Regions from separate parts of the Mus musculus genome. Here region 1 is linked to region 2. Evidence: chromatin contacts called from public Hi-C data. All regions are on one chromosome and are shown on one strand. The core of a region is the stretch at or near the end of the contact, and the rest is flanking DNA. Distances in the headings are between cores, read along the strand shown.

The links. A called contact is a pair of places that touch in the nucleus more often than the background predicts.
Region 1: a contact with region 2 is called in a Hi-C map of bone marrow-derived macrophages, with 41 read pairs. The contact joins two enhancer-like sites. A contact is called at or near these places in 13 of 39 promoter capture datasets (the HPC-7 cell line, HPC-7-derived erythroid cells, cranial neural crest and 8 more), 29 of 484 Hi-C or Micro-C datasets (the C2C12 cell line, CD4 T cells, CD8 T cells and 17 more), 38 of 115 datasets of contacts at active chromatin or transcription factors (CD8 T cells, the HPC-7 cell line, VIP interneurons and 27 more) and 1 of 9 other capture datasets (macrophages).

The regions. Positions count from the first base shown.
Region 1 is chr6:127,329,179-127,333,583 of GRCm38.p6, reverse strand. No RefSeq gene overlaps it. Among named protein-coding and RNA genes, the nearest start is that of Gm52919, 10 kb to the right of the region's middle. Within about 2 kb of position 3,148, at least 227 of the 459 cell types and tissues checked have an H3K27ac peak or open chromatin away from gene starts, as enhancers often do. A contact at or near this core is called in the HPC-7 cell line, bone marrow-derived macrophages and effector CD8 T cells, where this site is marked.
Region 2 is chr6:127,163,125-127,167,226 of GRCm38.p6, reverse strand. The region is part of intron 1 of 9330179D12Rik (RIKEN cDNA 9330179D12 gene); the gene reads right to left. Among named protein-coding and RNA genes, the nearest start is that of Ccnd2, 14 kb to the right of the region's middle. Within about 2 kb of position 1,391, at least 15 of the 459 cell types and tissues checked have an H3K27ac peak or open chromatin away from gene starts, as enhancers often do. A contact at or near this core is called in the HPC-7 cell line, bone marrow-derived macrophages and effector CD8 T cells, where this site is marked.

The DNA.
Region 1 (4,405 bases), core at 1,899-4,398, 160 kb before region 2:
GTGTGTGTGTGTGTGCGCGTGCGTGCATGCTTGCGTGCGTGCGTGCGTGCGTGTGTGTGTGTGTGTGTGTGTGTGTGTGTGTGTGTAAGCACAATCCAGCACAGGCTTGTGTGTATGTGTGTGGTGCTGGGGCTAGAACCAGGGCACCATGAATTTTAAGGAAGCATTGCTCTCAGGATCATAATGGAGAACTCATCCTACATACTGCTGCAGGACCTTGGGCCTCTTTGGCCTTTCCTCTCCATCTCTTTTCTACAGACAGGCTGGCCTTCTCAGCTCCTTATTTGTACAAGATCCTCCTGCCCCTGGTTTTTGTTGTTGTTGTTTTGTTTTTTGGTTTTTTTTTTTGTTTTTTTTTAAGATTTATTTATTTATTTATTTATTTAACATAAGTACACTGTAGCTGTCTTCAGACACACCAGAAGAAGGCATCAGATCTCATTACACGTGGTTGTGAGCCACCATATGATTGCTGGGATTTGAACCCAAGACCTTCGGAAGAGTAGTCAGTGCTCTTACCCGCTGAGCTATCTCACCAGCCCTTGGTTTGGTTTTATACACTGATGTGGTCACGCCTTGTGATTATATAATCACGTTTGTGATTATAGATGTACAGTTGGTTGGAGTTTAGTTGGACTGGTAAAAAGATGGGTTATACCAGTCTTTCCCACACTGGAGTGCAAGCTTTCTTTTATCTTATCAAGGATCTTGCTTTGTAGCCCCAGCTGGGTTTGAACTGAGTCCTCCTGCCTCAGCCTCCCACATGCTGAAATAATAGGTTTGTACCACCAGGCCTAGCTTGGATTATAAGCTTCTGAGGCCAAAGACCACAGCTCATTTTCTTCCCTATTGTAAGCTCATGTGCACAACACATGCCCTACCTAGCACATCAGTTGACCAAAGAGGGTGGGGGGATAGGTCAACCAACTCTTCATTGTAGGAAAGCTTTCAGGAAGACCAGATGCCGAGTGCTCTTTCTTCAACCAAGGGCCACCGCTCCTCACTCCCTTCTAATCAGGCTCCACTCAGCCAGCTGGTGGTATGGTGGAGCGGTGTGAGCAGGTCTGCATGTCTATGGGTACTTAGGGTCAGCTAGCTTCTAGATCCTGGCCAAGAGAATGGTACCCAGAAAAAGTCTCATGTCATGTATAGAACTTACTGCCCCGAGCACCCTTCTTTAGAAGGGTTGTTGCTAATCTAAAGGAACATTGGCAATATACTTGTTTGTTTGTTTGTTTGTTTTTGATTTTGATTTTTGAAACATGGTCTCATGTAACCCAGGCTGGCCCCAAACTAGCTATGATTTATGACACAAACACACACACACACACACACACACACACACACACACACACGGCATTGTGTGTTGAGGAATCCATCTTTTAGCCTAAGACAAAGATCAAGCTAAGCTTGCTTCAGTTTGGGCATGAAAAGAACAAATTATCCAGATGGACGACTTGCTTCAAGGGAGGCTCTGGATGGCGAGTGATCTCTAGGCTCTCAAGAAGGGCCTTGCTCTCCACAGAAGTTTGTTTACCTTTGGGTTGCTTGGCTTAGGTTAGATGTCCCATCATACTTGCAGAACGAATAAATGAATGGACCTTTTACCCATCTGGAAAGAACAAAGCTACCTTATCCACATGAGACAGGCTTATGTTTGAGCATTGATTTGTGACTCCCCTCAAGATACATTATTCAATAATCTAATTTTCTAACAGAAACGATGGAGCAGAGCCAGGTTCTAGCACCCTTTACCTCTACAACCAGGCTCTGCTTCTCAGACTTTTTCTTTTCTTTCTAAAAATAACTTCAATTTAATAATTATCACATGCTAGGAACTAAAGAGGTGCACAAAACAAACCAACAGTGGTTCCTATCCTGTCTAACAGAAGAAACTACAATTGTGGTTTGGGATGCCACATAAATGACAGCAACGGGACCTACAGAAAATTAAGGCACAGAGAGAATGGACCATTTCTGCAGAGACCTGGAAAACAGACAAGGGAAGAAACATGGTGTGTCTAAGTGATGGGGCAGGTGGTGCAAACGCTAGAGGCAAGCAGAGGGGATATGAAACTGTGCTGCACAGCTGGACAGAAGGGAGGCTGGAAGGGAAGAGAGGACCCTCTGTTTTGACTCAATGGCTAGATGCCATGTGCCAAATAAGAAAGCACTTGGGGGGTTCTGTGGGAAATCGGAACAGAGGGACTGGAATCAAACCTCAACGTTCCTTGCATACTCCAGATAAGAACCAGGCTTTGAGCCAGGGCCTGGGAAGAGGGCTGGCCTACATATCTCATTTTAGAGATGAGCAAACAGGACTGGGAGCTCTAGGTCTTCAGTGACACGCTTGCTTGGCCCGCAGGAGACCCTGGGTTTGATCCACAGCACTGCATAAAACCAAGTGTTAACTGTATAGTCCCACAATCCCAGCAACCGGGAGGTGGATCAGACATTTTAGGTCATCCTCAGTAGATTTAAGGCCAGCCTGGGACACACGAGACACTATCTCAAAAACAACCCCATACAACAAAAAAATGTATTTAGGTTGACAGAAGACAAGAGCTACGGTTGTGCCGGGCATAAAGGGCTCATGCCTGTAATCTTTCCTGCACTTCCACTCTAAAGGCTAGGGTAGAAAAAAAAGCCCTCACAAATTCTAGGCCTCCCTGAGCTGTAGGGTGAATTCTTTCTTGGCCAGCCAAGGCTAGGAGAGAACAGCCTTGTCTCAAATGAAGATGGCACGCTGATTCCTGGATCAGGCAGTGGCCAGGCCAGAACCCTTTCACTTCTTTGGGGTGATACCCTGGCCGGCTTGCCCTCTGCTGGGGTTCTGGTGGTGATGTCACGGAATGACTAATGGGAGCGGGACTTGCAAGCATCCTGATAGCAGAGGGGTCGCCCAGACCGGGGCCCCTGGAAGCGTGGGGCGGCAGCCCAGGAATGCACCCTAGCCTGCCTGAAGCCTGCACTCTCCCAGGCCCTACGGCGGGCTCCCGGGTAGGTGGCTCCGCCTTGGATCTTTTGCTTCCCTTAGCAGGCCTTACCTGCCTAAACAAACAGCCTGGGCCTCCCACCCGCTGCACGCCCGCCCCCGGGACAGGAAACAAGCGGTGACAGCTCCCGGCCCGCGCCTGCCGCCGACCCGCAGCCGGGTTAGCAACCCGGCGCCGCGGCGCTGCGATTGGCTGAGCGTGGCCCAAGAGGCGCCGCGCCGCTCCAATGGGCGGCCGCCGGAGGCCGCGGGGAGCGAGGTTTTACATGCCTGTGGTATTTGCTCAGAGGGGCATGACCACTTTGGGCAAGTCTTTAAATGTGAGTCAGCTTTCGGCTGATCCCTGGGAAAAATTCCTTCGGTGTTGTCAGGCAGGGTTCGCTAGCTGTAGCTTTTTTTTTTTTCCGCCCCCAACAATTCAAAAGGGATAATCCTACTGAATGGGGGAAGGCATTCGGACCCTGTCCGGGGTCCCCAACCAGAGGCCCCTTTAACTCTGAGGTGGGGCCCCTCCTCGAAGCTGATTTCTGCAGGGTCAGGACCCTAGCCCTCTTCCCCCCACCGCCCCCATCGCGTGCCCCATAGCGACTTCAGCATTGCACACAAGGGCCAGGGGGCACCCAGGCCTCAGGGGACGCAGCGCCATAAGACAGCAGGAAGGCTTGCTTCCCAGGGCTGCCTCTTGGCCCTCTCAGATTCCAGGCTTGGATCCAGCATAGGGGTGGTCACTTACCACCTCTCTAAGCTTAGATTCCTCTTTGGCAAAGCAAAAGACTTATGCTAGTTTGGTCTTTCCAGCTTGCTTGGGCAAGCCCTTTTTGCATTCTTGGCCTCAGTTTCCACGGAAGAGGGTCAAGTTGATGTGGAAGCGTCCCGAAGCATCCTTCCAGTTCTATTTGTGCCCCTCGGGAAGCCCACGAGCTTGGGGTTCACACAGCCCGGTTTCTCACTACACAACTGCGGAGAGACGCCACGTGTCATCTCAGAGACATCCAGCAGCCGGGTGTGAAGGGGGTGGGGGCCACCAAAAAAAAAAAAAAAAAAGGCTAAAGGCTGAAGGAAATAAGCAGGCACTTGAGGATTTACGTGTAATTTGGTTTTAAATGAACATCTTGTGCAGAAGAAGAGGCAATTTGGCACCTGCTGCTGGTGAGTTAATAGCTTAGGCACTTGGTAACGGCCACAATACTGCGAAGAGACCATTAGTGGATGTGGCATGTGGCAGAGCGTTATGGGCAGGGCTGCTAGCTTGGGAAGCCTCCCTCGGAAGACAAGGCAGGCGGCAGTGCTTTGCCTGCTTTAGGGGGCTTTAGTGGAGCCCTTAAAGCCTTGCATTTCATGGGAGCACAGGGTGCTTCTCTGTGTTACCAGCGTGGTTTGCCATAAAAAGCTCTGTTCTCTGCTGCTCAT
Region 2 (4,102 bases), core at 142-2,641:
AGGTGACCCCTGTGAAAAGGCCATTCAACCCCAAAGGGATCACAACCCCTTTGGAATCACCGGATTACAGGACCGGGTCAGGGTATGATGACCCACTTCCTCAACTAAGTCTTGCTTCCTGTACTTCACCACCTACCAATAATGCTATCATTTTAGGAAACTATGATGGGATTAATCCATTGTTGAGATCAGAGCCTCCTGGATCATTGTTCAATAGATCATTAGCAGGCAATCAAACCCCTAACCCATGAGTCTATCAGCAACTTTAATTCTCAAACCTCATTTGCATATGTTCATAGATAACATGTAGCACACTGACTATATACACTCAAAAGATGCTGTGGTAGTACGGCACGACTTCTTACCGCTATTGCTATTGTTAACATTTGGTACTTCAGGGTGTATCTTGGTCCTTTCATATGCTAGGCAAGCTCTCGACCACTTCACCAGCTACATTCCCCCAAGGCCTTTTATTTTGAAGTGACTTATCCAAGAACTTGATGACTGGTTTCAAAAGAAGAGCCAAATTTTCAATGCTCAATGCAATTCTTCTAACTACCCTTAGCTTTTCCTTCCACAGCAAATCTGAGATAATGTATACCATGCTGGGTCTGGAGAGATGGCTCAGCTGTTAAGAGCACCTGCTGCTCTTCCAGGCAGAGAAGCAGAGCTTAGTTCCTAGATCCCATCAGTTTCCAGAAGCCATGTAAGGTGGCTCGCACCTGCCCATAACGCCAGCTCCAGGTGATGTGACATCCTTTCCTAGCTCCTTGGGAACATGAATTTATGAGACCCACACTACTTGCATGCACATAGCCATAAATACAAAATAAACCTTAAAGAATGTCAGCATGACTCAAATGAAGGATCACTCCTTCCCTCACCTCTTCTACCCCATCCCATCCCCAGTAGAACACAAAAGAAAACACTTAGTAGCCCTATGGGGTAGGCAGGTGAGTAACCATTTGAGATCTAGCCTGCTCGATCGATATATACTGTTATAAATCATAATGTAAATATATGATATGCAGGTGCTCTTAGGCGATCCCTGTGAAAAGGTCATTTGACCCCAAAGGGGTGGCAATATATATAAACATAATATAAATGTAGCACACTATAAACAAAAACAGGTTTGCATAAGATCGTTTTAGCTTCTGTCCAAATTGGAGATTCTGCAAGGGGTATCGCCTCTTCTCATTAATGTCACAGTAGCTCTCTTCACAGAAAAATGGAATCGTATCTTAGGAAAATGTGCATGGGGCTGGTGTGGCATGGGTTGGAGAGTGAGAAGGGATATGAGTTGGCTCCAAGCACCCGAAACCCTGCCTTGTCAGAGAGTGGTTAGATTTACATTGTGCAAGTTCCGGAGACTAGAAGAGAGCTGGGGTGGGGGGGAAGCTTTTGCCACAGACAAAACAATGTTTCCTGTCTAATTGGCAGCTCTGGGTTTCTGTGCATGCATGCTACAGTTGCTAGGTCTTCCAGGATGGTTTCCCTTTTCCTCAGTGCACAGTGCTCTTTCCTGCAGGAAAGTCTGTTTTGTCTGGAGTGAGCACACCCACTCCAGGTCTCCTCTATGTGTGTGTGCATGTTTTTCCATCTTTTAACCTTTTTTTCTGTGACACTGGGAATTGAGCCCATGGCCTCATGAATACATTCTAGCACTACTGAGCTACAGTGCCAGGCTCCAACTTCTTACTTTAAACATACTTTTCTTGGCATCTAAAATATGTCCCTGACAGGCAGCACATCATATCTGGAGCATGTTTCTTTACTTGTCTGTTTTCTTTAATTAGAGCATTTATTTAGCCCATTTACAGTTAATGTAATGATTACTAAGGCAGTGTTCGTGTTTGTCCTCTGTCCTATCGTTCTTAGAAAGAATGAGAGGTTTTTTTTTTTTTTTTCTTTTCTCCCATCAGAGTTCCATTTTATGTTTAACAGGTACTATATGGCATTTGAAGTATTTTATTGTTTAATTTTGCAGATATATTGTTTTGTTAGTTTTCTTTTACTGAATATTGTTGGCTTTACAATTAAGATCCTAAAACAACAAAGCGTGAGTAATTACAATTTAACATCAGCATTCAAAAACTTAACACCCGTACACCACTCCCTCTTCTCTGTGCTGTTGTCATTATACAAATTACATCTTTATACATGATGTCATCAATGGCATTTTATAAGTACTAATTAAATCAGAAGAAAATGTTTATATAAAAGAAAAAAATCAACATGTATATTTTATTTTTATTTTCCTGCCTAATTCTATTTGGGTGCCTGGATTTGTGTGGATTTGAGTTACTGCCTAGTGTCCTTTCACTGAGGCTGCAAGAGCTCTCAATATTTCCCCGACTCTCTCCCTTCCTGTGCTAGACATCTAACACAGCACCTCTTTGTGTGCCAACTGTGTGTACTCGCACTGATCCACACTTCTAGCTTCCAGTCGGTACTTTCTATGTGATCCCCTAGCAATAAAGTCTGTCAGTTTTTGTTTATCCGAAAATACCTTAATTCCTCCTTGACTTTCTCTTTGTGCATGTGTTTGTGTGTAATGTGAAATTATGCACGTGCACGCACAGCCGTGTGCATGTATATGTGTGTGTGTGTGCGTAGAGACCAGAGATTGGTGTCAGGTGTTTTCCTCCATCTCCCCCCACCTTCTACACTGAAGTAGGACCTCTCACTTGCCCTCACCCTTGCTGGAGCTCTGTTGAGGCTGTGTTTTTCCTTAAGTGACTTTCCTCTACAGATTGTGTGAAGTCTATGTTTTTGGTCATCTACAACTTCCTCCGAAGGGTCTGTGGGGTTTTCGTGTTCGGGTGATGCTCAGACAGGCAGTTCTTTAAATTGTCTGAGACCATATGTCTCCCAGCCTTTATGGAGGGACTTTGTGTCTGTTACAGCATGCCTTCAGCAATCTGTATACTCTTTAAGGTCTTGGCTTTACTTCACTTTCTGTCCTCAGCTGAAAAGGTGAGTACCTTTGCAAGATTTCCCCCCAGCATATACATAGCCATGCACGTTGCTTTCCATGTCCTTAGAAATACATCAGGAAATACTCAGTGGTTAAATACACTGAGTACTCTTGCAGAGGACGCAAGTTCAGTTCTCAGCACCTACATGGCGGTTTAAGACCATCTGTAAGCCAGGTTCCTAGGGCTCTTAAGCCCTCTCTTCTAACCTTCCTGGGTAGCAGGCACATTTGCCGTGCACATGCATGAGAGCTAAACTCATGTGTACGTAGACTCTGCATGGACAGCACACACACAGGTCAGCTTTCTGGCACCGGAACCAACATGCAAGCTGTTTAGTTTCAAGGAGGAAGGTTTACCTTGGCTCCCCATTTCTGAGCACTCTGCCGGTGATCTTTTGTTCCCACTGCTTTGGGGTCTGTGGTGAGGCAGCACACACCTTGGTAGTCAAGGTGGCCAAGAAGGAGGAGGGGCTGAGTCACTGGGACCCCAATATATTCTTCAAGGAGTCTCTTTCAGGACCTAACATCCTTTGCATACGTCTTACCTTATCCCATTTGCACCAAGCCTTTAACCTAACTGCAGGAGGACAATCAGGGCTCAAACTACATGGGGCCAGCAAGACGGCTGAGAGAGTAAAAGGTAAAAGTGCCTGCTGCCAATTCTGATGACCTGTGTTCGATCCCCAGGACCCATGTGTTGGAAGGTGAGAACCAACTCTGTAAGTTTCCTCTGATGGTCACACAAATACTTTGATATGCACCTCCCCCACCCCAACACATGCACACAATAAATGTTAAAACAAACAAACAAACCCAAAACAACAGCAAAACAAACAAACAAAAACCCTACAACAGCTCTTCCCCTGGCTTGGCTTTTTAACAACAATAACAACAACACAGTAATAATAATAAAAAATGTCCCCTTCACAGCAGTCCTGACACCCAGGATGTCACCCAGGCAGATGAAATGCTAAAGAGTGACCAGTGACTATAAGAGCGCAGGGCTGCTTGCCCAGAGCAGAGACTGAATGAGACCAAAGCTTCTAGAATGGAGCACTTCAGGAGAACTGCCTGATAAAAGTCAGTGGCTTAAAAAAAAAAAAGTTGGAGAGGACTCAGGACAGA